4 separate regions of the Sus scrofa genome follow, and regions 2, 3 and 4 are each linked to region 1. The links are chromatin contacts, called in public HiChIP or PLAC-seq and promoter capture Hi-C maps. All regions are on one chromosome and are shown on one strand. The core of a region is the stretch at or near the end of the contact, and the rest is flanking DNA. Distances in the headings are between cores, read along the strand shown. Region 1 holds the start of SRXN1 (sulfiredoxin-1). Region 2 holds the start of TBC1D20 (TBC1 domain family member 20). Region 3 holds the start of TRIB3 (tribbles homolog 3). Region 4 holds the start of RBCK1 (ranBP-type and C3HC4-type zinc finger-containing protein 1).

Region 1 (3,494 bases), core at 178-2,677:
CGTGCCTGATTTCTTGACCCACAAAATCTGTGAGGATTATAAAATGGTTGTCTTATGTTGCTACATTTCCAAGAGGTTTGTGCTACAGTGATAATAACTAGAACAGCTCCCAAATAAAGTACCCGCATACAAGTCCCAGACTTGGGATCTACTTCTGGGAGAATCCAAACTAAAACAAAAGGATATTGCATAGATCCTAGAATGTCTCCAGCTTCCAGTCCCAAACTTACATTAGCCCCAGAGAAAGGTACCTCACCTTAATCTCAACAGGAGGCTTAAGTCTCCATCCTGACATTGTTCAGCTACTTCTTCACCAGCCTTGGATATGCCTACCTCCAGACATCTTAATTATGTGAAAATACAAATCTTCTTAACGCTTATAGCCATTCTGAGTTGAGTCACAGGTATCTCAACATACAAACCAACAGTGGGTACAGAACACACTCTGAAGTCAGGCTGCTAGGATTCAAACCCTGGTCGAGCCACTTACTAGCTCATTACCTTAGGCAAGTCTCTCTCTCTCTCTCTCTCTCTTTTTTTTTTTTTTTTTTTTTTTTGTCTTTTTGCCATTTCTTGGGCCCCTCTCAAGGCATATGGAGGTTCCCAGGCTAGGGGTCGAATCAGAGCCGTAGCCACCGGCCTACGCCAGAGCCACAGCAACGCGGGATCCGAGCCATGTCTGCAACCCACACCACAGCTCACGGCAACGAGGATCCTTAACCCACTGAGCAAGGCCAGGGATCGAACCTGCAATCTCATGGCTCCTAGTCGGATTCGTTAACCACTGAGTCACGACAGGAACTCCCTGGGCAAGTCTCTTAAACCAAGCTGTGCCTCAGTTTCCCCCGTCTGCAAAATAGGAGTTAATCATACCTAGTTTGCAGACTTGTTTTGAGGTTTAAATAAACTAATGTACATGCAAAGTGTTTAAGACAGTGCCCGACACAGCACCAGATTCGTCAGACTCGTAATATTACTGTTGTTGGTAGGTATTATTATTACTTCTACCGCTATTACCGCTAAGGCTCCAAAGGCTGGGCTGCCAAGAGCGAGGTTTTGCCAACTCACTCTCGCCGGGCAGATCTGGCCCCTTCCACGCCGCGTCCCCGCCCCCGCCTCCCGCGGACCTGAGTCACCCCGGTGTGTGACGCACAGCCATCGGCGCCCCTCCCGCCCCACGACCTGCAGACTCACCCTGAGTCAGCCTGCCCGGACGCTTCCACTCCCGGGACGCCGAGCGGAAGAGGAGAAGCGGTGCGGCGCCCCCCAGCGGAGAGCCGGAGCCCCGCGTGCATCCCGCGGCGCCGGGCGAGTGGAGCCGAGGTCCCGCGGGGACGCGCGGGGGATGGGCCGGACCACTGCGGGGCCGGGGGAGAGAGACGCACTGGCCGGGCCCCCCGCCGCCTGCGCAGAATGGTACGGCCCGGCCGGGGTTAAAGCCCTTGGGAGGAGGTGCGTCTAGTGGCGGCGGCGGTAGCGACGGCGGCGAGATGGGACTGCGTGCGGAGGAGCGCTGGGCAGGGCCGGGATGGGCCGGGGGTCGCCCGAGGGACCTGGGCCGAGCGGCAGCGCGCAGGGCGGCAGCATCCACTCGGGTTGTATCGCCGCGGTGCACAACGTGCCGCTGAGCGTGCTCATCCGGCCGCTGCCGTCTGTGCTGGACCCGGCCAAGGTGCAGAGCCTCGTGGACACGATCCGGGTGAGGCCCTGGGGGAAGCTGGCAGCTGGGAGGGCTTCAGAGGAGGGAGGATGCGCCGGACGCCAGACGGGACTGGTTCAGTCTCCCCCGCAGCTCAGCATTTGCTGTGTGACCTTGAGCAAGCTGCTGGGCCTCTCTGGACCTCTGTTTCCTCTTTGAGCAAGGAGATTGGAGGAGAGAATAAAAATAACAATCTCTGACTCCTATCAAGATGGTATTTGAAATGGCCCAGGAGCTCTTTTAAGTGCTTAGCTTCTTCATGCCAATCCTGAGAGGTTCTTTTACAGACGAGGAAATAAGGCACAAGAGGATTCAAGCAACTTGTCCAAGGTCAGGCATTTAAGAAAGTGGTACAGCCTGGCCACAGTGCCCAGCTGCATGGCCACCACATTATCCTAAGATAAGATGTGTGGTCACTTCTGGCTGTGGCAGTGGGACTGGGGTGGGGGTGGGGTCCTGTCTGCAGAGAGGGCCTTGTTTGAACTGGAACTGGGAGAGGAACAGGTCAGCCACAGCTCAGAGAGGATGCTGGAGAAGGCTGGTGTGATCCTGGCAGGAATGAGAGGGGAGGGAGGGGCCATAGGTGTCCTGCATGACATCTTGTCCCCCTCCCCCAGACCCTTGGAGGGTGGCCATGTGAGACCCTGAGGCCCCACCAGACACCTCTCCTGCTTCCAGGCATGTCTTTCAGTCCTAGACTTTGCACTGCTGGTAGTTCCTCCTGCCTGGAACTGCTTCCCAGAGAGCCTGCTGCCCCTCTGGGGTTAGGTCCCTGCCTCCCTGTTCTGTGGCTCCCCCCTTAACCCGAGGTATTTCTCCTTGCAGGGTTTGTGTCCCGCTGAGTTATTTTATACATTTGTTTGGGTTTTATTGTCCCTCCTCCCCACCTCGTGTGAACTCCATAGAAGCAGAGACTTGGTCCTATCTTGCTCTTTCCGTGACATGAACACGGTGCCTGGCTGTTGTTGAAGGATCTGGCCCTGTGTGCTCTCTCCCACCACTGGGCCTTTGCACAGACTTTCCACCCCACCCCACCCCTGGAAAACTCTTTCGTGTCTTTTTTACTCTTTCTAATCCTCCTTGGTCTTCGGGTCAGTATCTTCCCTGACAGCCCCTACTGGGTTTGGGGCCTCCCATGGGCCCCCAGCCATCTGCATGCCTACCAGCAAACCTTTGATCCCACTGGGTTGTAATGGCCCCAGCCACCTGTCTTCTAGGCCAGAAACATATGCTCTGTGAGGGCAAGACCCTGGCTTGCCTTTGCTCACCATCTGCATTCCTTTTCTATAGCTACTGTAACAAATTACCAGAAACTTAGTGACTTAAAATAAAGACAGATTGTATTACTTTATAGTTCTATAGTTCAGAAGTCTAAAATGGGTCTCCCTGGGCTAAAGGCAAGGTATCAGCAGGGCTGCATTCTTTTCTGGAGGCTCAGGGGAGAATCCATTTCCTTGCCTTTCCCAGCTTCTAGAGGCCACCCACATTTTTGGCTCTTGACCTCTTTCCTCCATCTTCAAAGCCAGAAACATCAGACCTCCTCTTGTTCCTCTGTCTTCCACGTTTAAGATCCCTGGTGATTACATGTGGCCCATCTGGATAACAGGATAATCTCCCCATTGCAAGATCCTTAACTTAATTCCATCTGCAAAGTCTCTATGCCATGTAAGTAACACATTCACAGGTTCCAAGGATTAGGATGGGGACATCTCCAGGGGCTGTTATTCTGCCCACCCACCCACACCCCCGGGTGGCCAGCACTAGGCCTGCCAGGCACAGCGGCCCCTCATTCCAG
Region 2 (3,300 bases), core at 96-2,595, 180 kb after region 1:
GGATATGGCTCAGAAATATTATCTATAGCCCTTGAGGAGGAGCTAAAAGTCCTTCACTTTGTTCAATGGCTAAACTATTATTATTTTTGTCTTATTTGACTATTTTCCTTTATTTTTACATTTTCTCACTTTTCTTATTATATTTATTCTTTGGAACTCAGGGAAGGCTTGGGAGGCTAAAGTCTCCCTCCAGGCAAGAGGCAGACAGGGGCCCTGGGGAGGGGAGGGTGTGGGGCAAGGGAGGTTCTGTCCTGGGAAGGCCCCATAGGGTCCTGCTCAGTTACAGTACCAAAAAGTGATTGTTAAAATTTACTAGATTTCTGAATGGGATTGTAAAATTTGTCAGTTGAAATTAAGGAAAAACTCGACTTGGGGATTTCTAATTTTAATAAATTGAACAAATTAACTTCAGAGTCTTTTCTGCTCATGAAAGCTACCCCAAGGACCCAAGGACCTTTTTAAAAAAGACTTACTATCTGATGGCGGACCACGGAACCCGAATTGGGCAGGATGGGTATGAAATCAAGAGGGGTCAGCAGTAATGGATTCCATGGGTTAGAGGCCTCGGAATAAAGAATTACTGTTCAGGGTCATCGGGCAACTAGAATCATGAAAATTTCCGTGGGGAGGGGAGGGGTGCCTAGCATTGGAGATTTCAGAGGCGGGGCAGCCTCTGGCCACAAAAATAGGGGTTTGACGGAGTGAATGGGTGGCCTATATAAGGGAGAGAAGAGAAAGGATTGTCACTGGAGACGGAGAAGGATGGCAAAGACTTGACAGGACAGATGGGCATTTTGGATGAATGGCCAGTTTTGTACAACTGAAAGGGAATACTGGCTATGTGAACAGCGGCTCCTGGCATTGTGCTGTGCCCAACCTGCATAACCATAAGCGATGGTTCTGCTAAACCCTGAAGTCACCAAGTACGATGATGGGAGTACCTGTGGGGAAACGAGACTGGAAGTAAAATTCTTGGTAAGCAAAAGATACAGCGAAAAATTGTAGTTACTATATGCTTGGTACTGCTCTAAGCACTTTCCCAAGACCTCTTGTAAGTTCAGGGGCTTATCATCAGTTCCATTTTATAGATAAGGAAAACGAAACAAATGATAAAATCTCCTGAACACATTGTTCGAGGGCGCCACACTCCAAGAAGTTGAGCTGGAACTAACTCTGAGGGGTGTGCTCCCTGCGCGCTTCCGCTCGCCGCTCAGGGCGCCTGCGTGCGGGTCCCGGCGACCGCGGCCCTCCCCGCCGCCACCCGCCCCAGCGCAGCGGATGGTCACGTGCCGGCACGGGGCGGGGCCCGCGCGGGGACGCCTGCGCGCCGCGGGCTGACCAAGCCGAGCTTGGCCCGCGGAGCCGGCGCCGAATCCCGCGGCCTCAGCTGCAGCCGCGCCTTCTCTCTGCTCCGCCACCAGCCGGGGCTCGGGCCGGTGCCCGGGCCCCCGGGACATGGCCCTCCGGAGTGCGCAGGGTGACGGCCCCACGTCTCCTCGCTGGGACGGCGGCGCGGAGAAGGCAGGTACGGAAGCCGACGGGGAGCCGGGGAGCGGCCTGCGAGGACAGCCGCAGGGGCAGGGGACGGCTGCCGGAGGAGCGGGCCGAGGCGCGGGCGGCACCCGAGGGGACCGCGGGATGGGGGCCCCGAGACGAGCGCGCGGGGTGCGCCCGGGGCCGCGGCCGGGGTCGGGACAGTGAGGGAGGAAAAGGCGGACGGCCTGGGTCACGTCTGAAGGGGAAGAGAGCCTGGCATTGGGAGTCAGAGGATACTGAGGCGACCCGACGAACCCTGGCGGCAGACTCGGGTCCCCCGTGGGAAGGACGAGGCGGGGGCCCCGAGTCCGGCCTCGTCACATCTGGAGAGGAGAACTGGCTGTCCCTGAGAGCCGAGGCCAAGCCTCGTCCCCGGCCGGCCGAGACTGTCGGGCCACGTCTGCAGGTTCCCCGGGCCGCCTCCCTAGTGGTCAGGCCGGTTTCCCAAACTTCAGGTCTGGATCGACACGGCCTCCCTGGACCACAGATTTCTTTTCATTACCACGAAATTCACTCTTTAAAGTGTCCAGTGCAGTGGTCCTTAGTACACTGGCAAGGTGGTGCAACCATCGCACTGTCTTAATTCCACAGCATTTCTAATTCCAAAAAGAAAAGCCATCAGTCCCCATAGCCCATTCTCCACAGCTCCTGGCAGCCACCAGTCTATTTTCTGTCTCAATCTTGTGCCACCTCTTGTAATGTTATCTAATTGTGTGAAGAACAATTCTATTTTTTGTAATGTCTTACACTAAACAGTAATTTCCATGAAATCATGGTTTCTCTGGGCACTGTATTTTCCATTATGTTTTCCATACTGTTAATACAGGACAGTTCAAATTATTGTTTCCTCTTTACCAAGCAAAATACCCTTTTTTCCCCTCCCTGGGTTGGACTAAGGTCATTTTCCCACTTTTCCGTCTTTTCGTGGAAAAGATAATAGAACCAACCACATATTCAGCCCATGGTTTGATGAAGCACCAGGTATTCACATTTTGTCTCTGGGTTCATTCTGTTATCCCTCTTTTCTCCTGTTCTAATCCTGCATGGAAATGGGCTCACTCCTCATATTACTTCTCTGGGTCCTTTGGCCTTGTAACCCTTTGCTGGTGTTGTGTGACATCTGTCCTCATGGCATAATAGTCATTGCCCCAAGTGGTATGAGTCTTGTGACCTGTTGTAGTGTAAACCCTGTGCCTAGGCTGTGAGGCTTTTCCCCCTAGTTTCCTTGATTTTGCTTCTCTGGCTAAATGAGAGGAATTTAGAGATGAGAAGGGGTTTTCTTGTTTGTTTTTGTTTTGGGTTTTGTTTTGTTTTGTTTTGTTTTTTGCTTTTTAGGGCCACACTCTCGGCATATGGAGGTTCCCAGGCTAGGAGTCTAATCAGAGCTGTAGCTACCGGCCTACACCGCAGCCACAGCCACAGCCACCCAGGATCTGAGCCTCGTCTGTGACCTACATCACAGCTCACGGCAATGCCAGATGCTTAACCCCCTGAGCGAGGCCAGGGTCGAACCCGCAACCTCATGGTTCCTAGTTGGATTCGTTTCTGCTGCACCACAGCAGGAACTCCTTGTTCGTTCTTGCTTTGTCTTTAATCATGCTGGAGAAATGGCGAAGTTACTAACACTATAAACTCTCCTCTGTAAAGGTTATGATCAGATTGGTTACTCTCTAGAACATTTTTCTGCATTTTGGGGGTAAGGCAGTCTTTCTTCATGTGTTCTTGTCTTTATTTCTTAGGTAGTTAATGAATCTCTGCTGATTT
Region 3 (3,540 bases), core at 304-2,803, 240 kb after region 1:
TCCGGGGCTCAGAGTCTGGTACCACCTGGGAGAAGCTCCACTGGACAGGTGGGGTAACTGAGTCTATAGATAAGCAAGGGAAATTTGCAGGTCATGAGGCAAGACTAGAATCTCTGCAGCAGGATGCAGGCATCCGCTAGTATCAATCTCTTGCTGTTCTCTGACGCTCTCTGGAGAACAAGGGCGGGTCATACCAACCGCATATAACTCACATGACTCAGGGCAGACAGGTGTACACACGCCCCTCAGAAACACTGTCCAATCCAGCCAGTCAAGGCACACATGCAGGTCAGAGAGGGGTGCACACATCATTAAGTGACACACATCTCGCCCTCCAAGGGCAGATGTGCATACACAAGCCAGCAAAGCTCTCATAACTATGTACTCACGACTGCGGGACAGTTACCAAGGCCACACGCTTCGTCTGACCCTCCCTCCCCGCCACGACCCCAGCGCGAAAGAAGTAGGTGGCCTCGCCCCGGCCTGGGCAGCTGGGCTAGTCTCGTGGGAGCGGAAGCGGCGAGCGTCCCGGGGCAGAAGGTTCAGCGGGAGCCGAGGGTCGGCGGCGGGGCAGGGACCGGGCAAAGGGAAGGCGACTGGGCCCCGGGTCTGGGGTAAGAGGCCTCGCTCCACCCTCACCCCAGAATCCAGGTACAACACACACAGTCGGCAGGAACGGAATACGCACGCACCGTACAGCGTGTGAACCAGGGCCTCCAGGCGGAGCGTACCTGCGAGCCACGCCCGCACGCCGCGCGCCGGCAGCCCTTGACCCTGCGCCTGCCCCGCTGGCGAGCACCCCGGCCGGTCTCCGCACAACTCCGCCAGCACCTGCCGCGGGCGCCCAGGAGACACGGCCTCATCAGGACCCCACTGGCCCACGCGGACTCAGATCCGCACCGGCACACCCCACAGTTACAGAGGCCCCCTGGCCGCCAGGGACCCCACAGACTTCCCCGCACCCAACCACACAGCTCCCCAGCCCGCCCCACACTCCAGCAAACGCAGACACTACACACCCCTGCGGGGGCGGCGTGGGGCCAACACAGTCCCCACTCCCTCCGTCCCGGCGACACGCTGCCACGCCCCGCTGGGGCGCACCCTCGCGCCCGCCCGCGTCGGCTGCACTCGGCGACCCTACGCCCCGCGGGGCCGCGTCACCGGGTCCGAGCGGGAACACTCAGCCCAGATCGCCCCCCGGACCGGACGGAGGCTCCGGGTCGCCCCTCTATCCACCACCTCCCGCTCCCGCCAGGTACCTTGCCCTCGCCAGCGGCGGGGTCCTGGTGCCGGCCAAGCTCAAGAGTCGCCAGGCACCCACGATGGCCCAGGCCGCTCGGCCCCGGCTGAGGTCGGCTCCGGATGGGGCTCTGGCCCGGGTCCCCAGCAGCCGGAATGTGTGCCGAGTCGCCGCCGCTTCCGCCGCGAGTGTCTCGGGAGCGCAGGGAGCCGGGCTTCAACTCCGGCCCGGGTGATGTAAACCTGAGCTAATCAGCCGCCGCCTGATGCCCTCCGGCGGGGGATTGCACCATCCCCTGCGCCCCGCCCCCTGAGGTCCCCGCTAGAGCGCGCCCCGCCCCGCTCCTCGTGTGTGGTCCGCAGGCGAGCCACCGACTTTCCCTTTCACCTTGGAAACAGCATTTTGCCTTTCTGGGCCTCAGTTTTCCCACCTGTGAAACGGAAGAACATCCTACCTTCTCAGGATGGGCCTGAAGAGAAAAAGAACAGTGATAGTTTCCTGCGTGCTTCCCGGGTTATAAAGCACTTTCCCGCCATTGTTTCATTGCAGTATAGGAGAACCTTGGGCGGGCAGAAAGCTCCATTCTCCCCATTCTACTAAGGAGCAGCCTGAGGCCCAGCTACAGGGTGGGGGGGTAGCTCTGCAAAGGCCGTGGATTTAGGAGCTCAATAGAACAATTGTTGTGCCCCGGGGAGAACTAGGGTGGGGTAGCCTTCACAGCATGCATATAATAGAGGCACTTCAGCCGTGTAGTTAAGAAAAGTGGGCCAAAGCGTGCCCACTGTGTTACCTGAGGAAATAGATTGAATAAATTAACACATGTTAAACGCTTAGAGCTGTGCCGCCCGGCACCTGGTAGATACTAAAGGAGTGGAAACTGGAGGCTCAAGGAGAGCCGGCACCTATAACAGGAATTGCACGCTTGGCCTGGGAAGCCCTGGTGCCACTAGCTGTTTGGAGAAGCATCCCTGTGCAGCCCCAAGGGTCCAATTCCCTTTAGGCCTTGATGTCTGAGTTCACCAGTGTCAAAAAATAACTCCACCAGACAGAGGTTAAGGGAAGGTGGGTGGAGTTAGCTTTGTTTCCCCGGTTGCAGAACCTTAGGGATCAGCTCCTCTGAGTGTGTGTGTGTGTGTGTGTCAGAGCCCTAGAGCATACCAGGAGGTTCTGGGATTTGATTTAACCCTGGAGACTCCCCCAGCCTGGAGCGATGAATGAACTCATTTTCTACACCAGGAGCTAGACTGACTGGGCTCTCCTACAGCCATAAGAGGCAAAGAAAGGCAGGATGTTGTCTCTCCAGGGCCTCACTGAAGCAAGACTGTGCTGGGTTGACTTATGCATTCTTAACTGCTTCATGTTGTGTCAGACCCTGTTCTAATTGCTGGATGACAGTGGTGACAAGCTTGACTCACCCCCATCCTCAGGGATCTTATAAATCAGTGGGGAGACAGAGCACTCTCAAGAAAATAAAATCAGTAGGCCCAGATAATTTCAAATAGATGATGTGTCATATATTTTCTTGAATAAATAGCATAGATTTATTCTCTATAAGATATGGCTGGGAAGTAGCTATTTTCAGCAGGGCTTATCAGGAAGGTGATGTTTAAACTAAGATCTTAAGGAAGAGGAGTGAGGAGTGCAAAGACATGAAGGGAGGAGTTCCTGTTGTGGCTCAGCAGTAATGAACATGACTAGTATCCATGAGGACCTGGGTTTGATCCCTGGCCTCACTCAGTGGGTTAAGAATCCAGCGTTGCCATGCGCTGTGGTATAGATCGCTGACACAGCGCAGATCTGGTGTTGCTGTGGCTGTGGTGTAGGCTGGCAGCTGCTGCTCCGATTCGACCCTTAGCCTGGGAACCTCCCTCTGCTGTGGGTGTGGCCCTACAAAGAAAAAAAAAAAAAAGAAAAGATTTGAAGGGATACAGAGGAAAAAGTAAGTGAAAGGGTCCTGGGGCACTTAAGGAACTGTGAGATGGGCCATGTCGCTTCTATTCTATGAAAGAGTCAAAGCGAAAGGCTTACCCAAGACCACCCAGCTTATTAGATGAGGCAGATTTGAGATCTGAACCTGGGGCAGCTGACTCCAGTGCCCACAATGTCCAAGGACATTTCACAGTCTTTTCAACCCAGCAGCCTCCTCTGAGACCTGTGGGTGTGGTCACTGCAACTGCACCTTGGGCATGGACCCCAGGTTTGGGGACCTTATCACAGTTAAAGGTATCAAATTCCAATTCTCTAGACCAGTGCTTTTCAATAGAACATAGGATGAGCCAAATATTATGTTCTGGGGGGGG
Region 4 (3,703 bases), core at 422-2,921, 220 kb after region 1:
TTATTGTATTTTTTCTTTTTGGCCGTGCCCGTGGCATGCAGAAGTTCCCTGGCCTGGGATGGAGCCTGTGCCACAGCAGTGACCCAAGCCACAGCAGTGACATCAGGTCCTTAACTCACTGCATCACCAGGGGAACTCTCCCAACAAACATTTATCGAGCTCTTAATGGATGCATCAATGCCTCAGAAACTAGGATTCGGCAGTGAACAAAATAATAAGGGTCCCTCTCATGGGTCTCCCAGCCCAGTAAGCAATTAACAAATTGAAGAAGGAAATGAACAGGGTGAGGAGATCCGGGAAGGCCTCTAGGAGGAGGTGACACTGAAGCTCAGACGGAAAGGAGGAGAAGCTGGATATTCGAAGACCTAGTTGGGGAAAAGCGTTCCAGGTGGAGAGAAAGGGAAAGGTCTTGAGCAAGAAATGGGTGGATTAGAACAGAAGCCCTGGGGCTCCAGCAGAATAAGAGGGGAAATGGGAGGACCCTGAGGTCAATGAAGCTAGCAGGCCTGTGGGCTATCCAAAGGCCCTGGGCCTTGTCCTAAGAACAAAGGAACACAGGGGGGTACATGAGCAGGACGGTCACATGACCTAACTTAAGTTCTACCACAGTGAGCAGAGGGGGCCAGAGAGGAGGCAAGGACCCCCAGTATTCAGGTAATAGAAGTCTGTTCCCCACAGCAGGGGAGGTCTCCTGTCTCCTCGGATAACTCCCCACTCCCTTCTCAGCATAGCTGGCCCAGGAGGCCTCAAGAGGCATCAAATAAATGAATGACAAGATGCCTCCGGAAGCAACCGGGCCCCAAGGGAGGAAAGAGAGGGGCAAGAGGGCAATGGGAGGGGAGGTTTAATGCCCTTCTGAGCAGGGGAGGCCTGGTCCTGGCAGGGCCCCCCTCCCACCCAAAGTTTCTCAGTCGCCTCCAGCCTGTGCCCACCTTTCTTGATCTTCTCGTCCATCTCGCGTGATTGTGCCCATCCCCCCCAGGCGGGGGCTGCAGCTCCGGGGAAATGCTGTCCCTGGGTCACCTGGTAGAGGACAGGCCACCACGAGCAACTCAGCTCCGGCCGGTGGCCTCTGGCGCGGTCCGAGCTTTCTTTGTGCTTCGGTGTCCCCGGGGCCAGTCGGGTAGCATCACTCTACCCGAAGGCTGGGGATGGGGGCCTGGGATAGAGAACCGGCCGGGTGCCCCCGAGTGGGAGGTGAAATGGCAGAGGCACCAGGCTGAGCCTGCAAAGGGCGACAGAAGAAACAGGCCAGGCCCGGCGGGGTAGGAGCGACGCCGCACAGCCCGGGTGCTAGCCGTCCCCGGAGAAGAGCCCCTTTTCCCTGCTGGGACCAGGAGCGCCCCCCGGCGCCCGGGATTTTAGCCCAACTCCCTCCCCTCCGGGCGGCTCCTGTCAGTCAGGAGAGAGAGCGGAGCCGCCTCAACGGAAAAGAAAGTGAAAGTGGCAGCCCCGGAAGTGCCTCGGAAGCTTGTCTCGGGACCCGCGCCCCTTCGCCCCGCGACCGCCCGCTGGCCACCCAGCAGCTGCTTCCGCCTGGGACACAACCGTCCGGAGCGCTCCGTCCCGCGAGGCCCGGCATTCCCACTCCCCTCCCGGGCGAACTCGGACCCCGTGACCCTCACTCACCCGCGCAGCCGCGCTGGCATCCCTGCGGGAGGGGCGGGGCGGGGCCGAGGGCGGGAGGGGGCGGGGATTGGGCGGAGGGCCGGTGGGGCGGGGCGCCGAGGCCGCCCCTGTGCAGCCCCGCTGCCACCACATTTGTGCGCGGGAAGATCCTCGCTTCTTTTGCAGGAGAAATAAAAATTCTGTTGGTTTCTGACCTGCCTGGGGCCAGGAAACTGAATTTCAATCCAGGTCGGATGGGCTCAGAATCCCACCCTTAGGCAGCCGAACACCGCTTCTCGGCGGTTACTCTCCACCCTTTGATTAGGCCACTAATGAAGTTTGCATTCGCTGAGCACAGCTGGAAGCTCTTTGCATCCTCCAGTCTCCCCGCGCCGAAACTTTTCCCCACCTCTCATCAGCAGATCCTATGGCTTGGCCTGGAGAACAGATCCAAAATCTGTCACCTCTCATCTCCTCCAGGTCCCATCCCACTCCATCTCCATCCTTCTCGTCAGGTGTCCTGCACCAGCCTCCTCATTAGGATCCTTGCTTCCCCTTTTGGCCACTACAGTCTATTTTATACCCAGGTGCCAGAGGTCTTGTTAGACTGTAAATCAAACTATGCCACTCCTCAAAACACTCCCAGTAGCTCCCATCTCAAAAGTAAAGCCGAGGTCCTCCCAAGGCCTACAACCTGCCCCTGCTGCTTCTCTGACTACTCTCCTCTTGGCGCACTCCACTCAAGCCCCACTGGCCTCTAGGTCCTGGAACAAAGCAGATACACTCCCACTTCAGGTTCTTTGCACTTGCCATAGCCCAAATATCTTCATGGTTTTTTCTTGCCCTTTATTGTGTGTGTGTGGTGGTGCCCAAGGGCATGTGGAAGTTCCTGGGATAGAATGCACACCACAGCAGAGTGACAATGGCAGATTCACCTTTTTACGCAAAAGTCTTCCCTATCCACTCTGAGATTTCACACACACACACACACACACACACACACACACACACACACACATCTAGTCTGGTTTTTTGTTTGTTTTTTGGGTTTTTTTGCTCTTTAGGGCAGCACATGCGGCATATGGAAGTTCCCAGGCTAGGGGTTGAATGGGAGCTGCAGCTGCTGGCCTACACCACAGATCAGGGCAACACCTGATCCCTTAACCCACTGAGCGAGGCCAGGAATCTAACCTGAATCTTCATAGATCCTTTTTGGGTTCATTATTGTTGAGCCATAACGGGAACTCCATCCAATATTTTATTTTATTATTATTATTTGCTTGTTAGGGCCACACCCATGGCATATGGAGGTTCCCAGGCTAGGGGTCCAATTGGAGCTGTAGCTGCTGGCCTGCACCACAGCTCACAGCAATGCCAGATCCTTAACCCACTGATTAAGGTCAGGGATCGAACCTGCGTCCTCATGAATGCTAGTCAGATTCGTTAACCACTGAGCCACGATGGCCACTCCTCCATCCAGTATTTTATAGTCTCTTTCCAGGCTTCACTTTTTCCCAAAGCATGTGTTACTATTTTAACAACATATTTTACTTCTTTATCTTTTTTTGTCTGTTTCCCTCCTCTAGAGGGTGGAGACTTTTGCCTGTTTTGCTCATTGCTGTGTCCTGGTGTCTAGACCAGGACCCAACATAAAACAGGTGCTCAAGGATTATGCTAAATGAATGAAAGAATCTCAGACTTTCATCTAGGACCACTTATCTCTTGCCTGAAATATGTTCCAAAGGACAGAGGTTCTCAGCCTGAGCTATACAGTTTGAATTACATGGGGAACTTATAAAAATACTATACCCAGGTCACATCTGCAGTCAGTTGATGCAGAGTATCTAAGGTGGCCCAGGCATCAGGACTTCTGAATGTTCTTGGATGAATGTAATGAGAAGCCCAGTTTGAGAATTGCTGTTTCAGAATTCTCTGTAGGGTGACTCTTCTGGTGACAAACCTTCTCAGTTTTTGTTTGAAAAGTCTTTATTTAGACCTCATTCTTGATAGATAGTTTTCCTGGGTATAAAATTCTAGTTGGCATTTCAGCACTTTGAAGATAGAGTTCCATTGTCTTCTGCTTCCATGATTGCTG

What was found. Promoter capture Hi-C pulls out the DNA fragments that hold promoters and counts their contacts. HiChIP or PLAC-seq counts read pairs in DNA pulled down with a chosen protein or histone mark.
Region 2: a contact with region 1 is called in an H3K27ac HiChIP or PLAC-seq map of alveolar macrophages. The contact joins the promoter of TBC1D20 here to the promoter of SRXN1 in region 1. A contact is called at or near these places in 1 of 47 Hi-C or Micro-C datasets (embryonic fibroblasts) and 1 of 2 datasets of contacts at active chromatin or transcription factors (alveolar macrophages).
Region 3: a contact with region 1 is called in a promoter capture Hi-C map of fetal liver, with 4 times the contacts expected there. The contact joins the promoter of TRIB3 here to the promoter of SRXN1 in region 1. A contact is called at or near these places in 2 of 5 promoter capture datasets (fetal liver and liver), 5 of 47 Hi-C or Micro-C datasets (fetal liver, fibroblasts, liver and 1 more) and 1 of 2 datasets of contacts at active chromatin or transcription factors (alveolar macrophages).
Region 4: a contact with region 1 is called in an H3K27ac HiChIP or PLAC-seq map of alveolar macrophages. The contact joins the promoter of RBCK1 here to the promoter of SRXN1 in region 1. A contact is called at or near these places in 1 of 5 promoter capture datasets (liver) and 1 of 2 datasets of contacts at active chromatin or transcription factors (alveolar macrophages).

The regions. Positions count from the first base shown.
Region 1 is chr17:34,580,950-34,584,443 of Sscrofa11.1, forward strand. It overlaps SRXN1 (sulfiredoxin-1), which reads left to right and starts at 1,428. Exons shown (of 2, transcript XM_003134361.4): 1 at 1,428-1,699. The coding sequence starts at 1,529. It overlaps LOC106506648 (a long non-coding RNA gene), which reads right to left and starts at 1,414. Exons shown (of 3, transcript XR_002339912.1): 1 at 1,195-1,414.
Region 2 is chr17:34,759,034-34,762,333 of Sscrofa11.1, forward strand. TBC1D20 (TBC1 domain family member 20) reads left to right here and starts at 1,346. Exons shown (of 8, transcript NM_001244620.1): 1 at 1,346-1,525. The coding sequence starts at 1,456.
Region 3 is chr17:34,818,039-34,821,578 of Sscrofa11.1, forward strand. TRIB3 (tribbles homolog 3) reads right to left here and starts at 1,554. Exons shown (of 4, transcript XM_013983169.2): 1 at 1,260-1,554.
Region 4 is chr17:34,799,557-34,803,259 of Sscrofa11.1, forward strand. RBCK1 (ranBP-type and C3HC4-type zinc finger-containing protein 1) reads right to left here and starts at 1,672. Exons shown (of 13, transcript XM_021078286.1): 1 at 1,630-1,672; 2 at 933-1,023. The coding sequence starts at 954.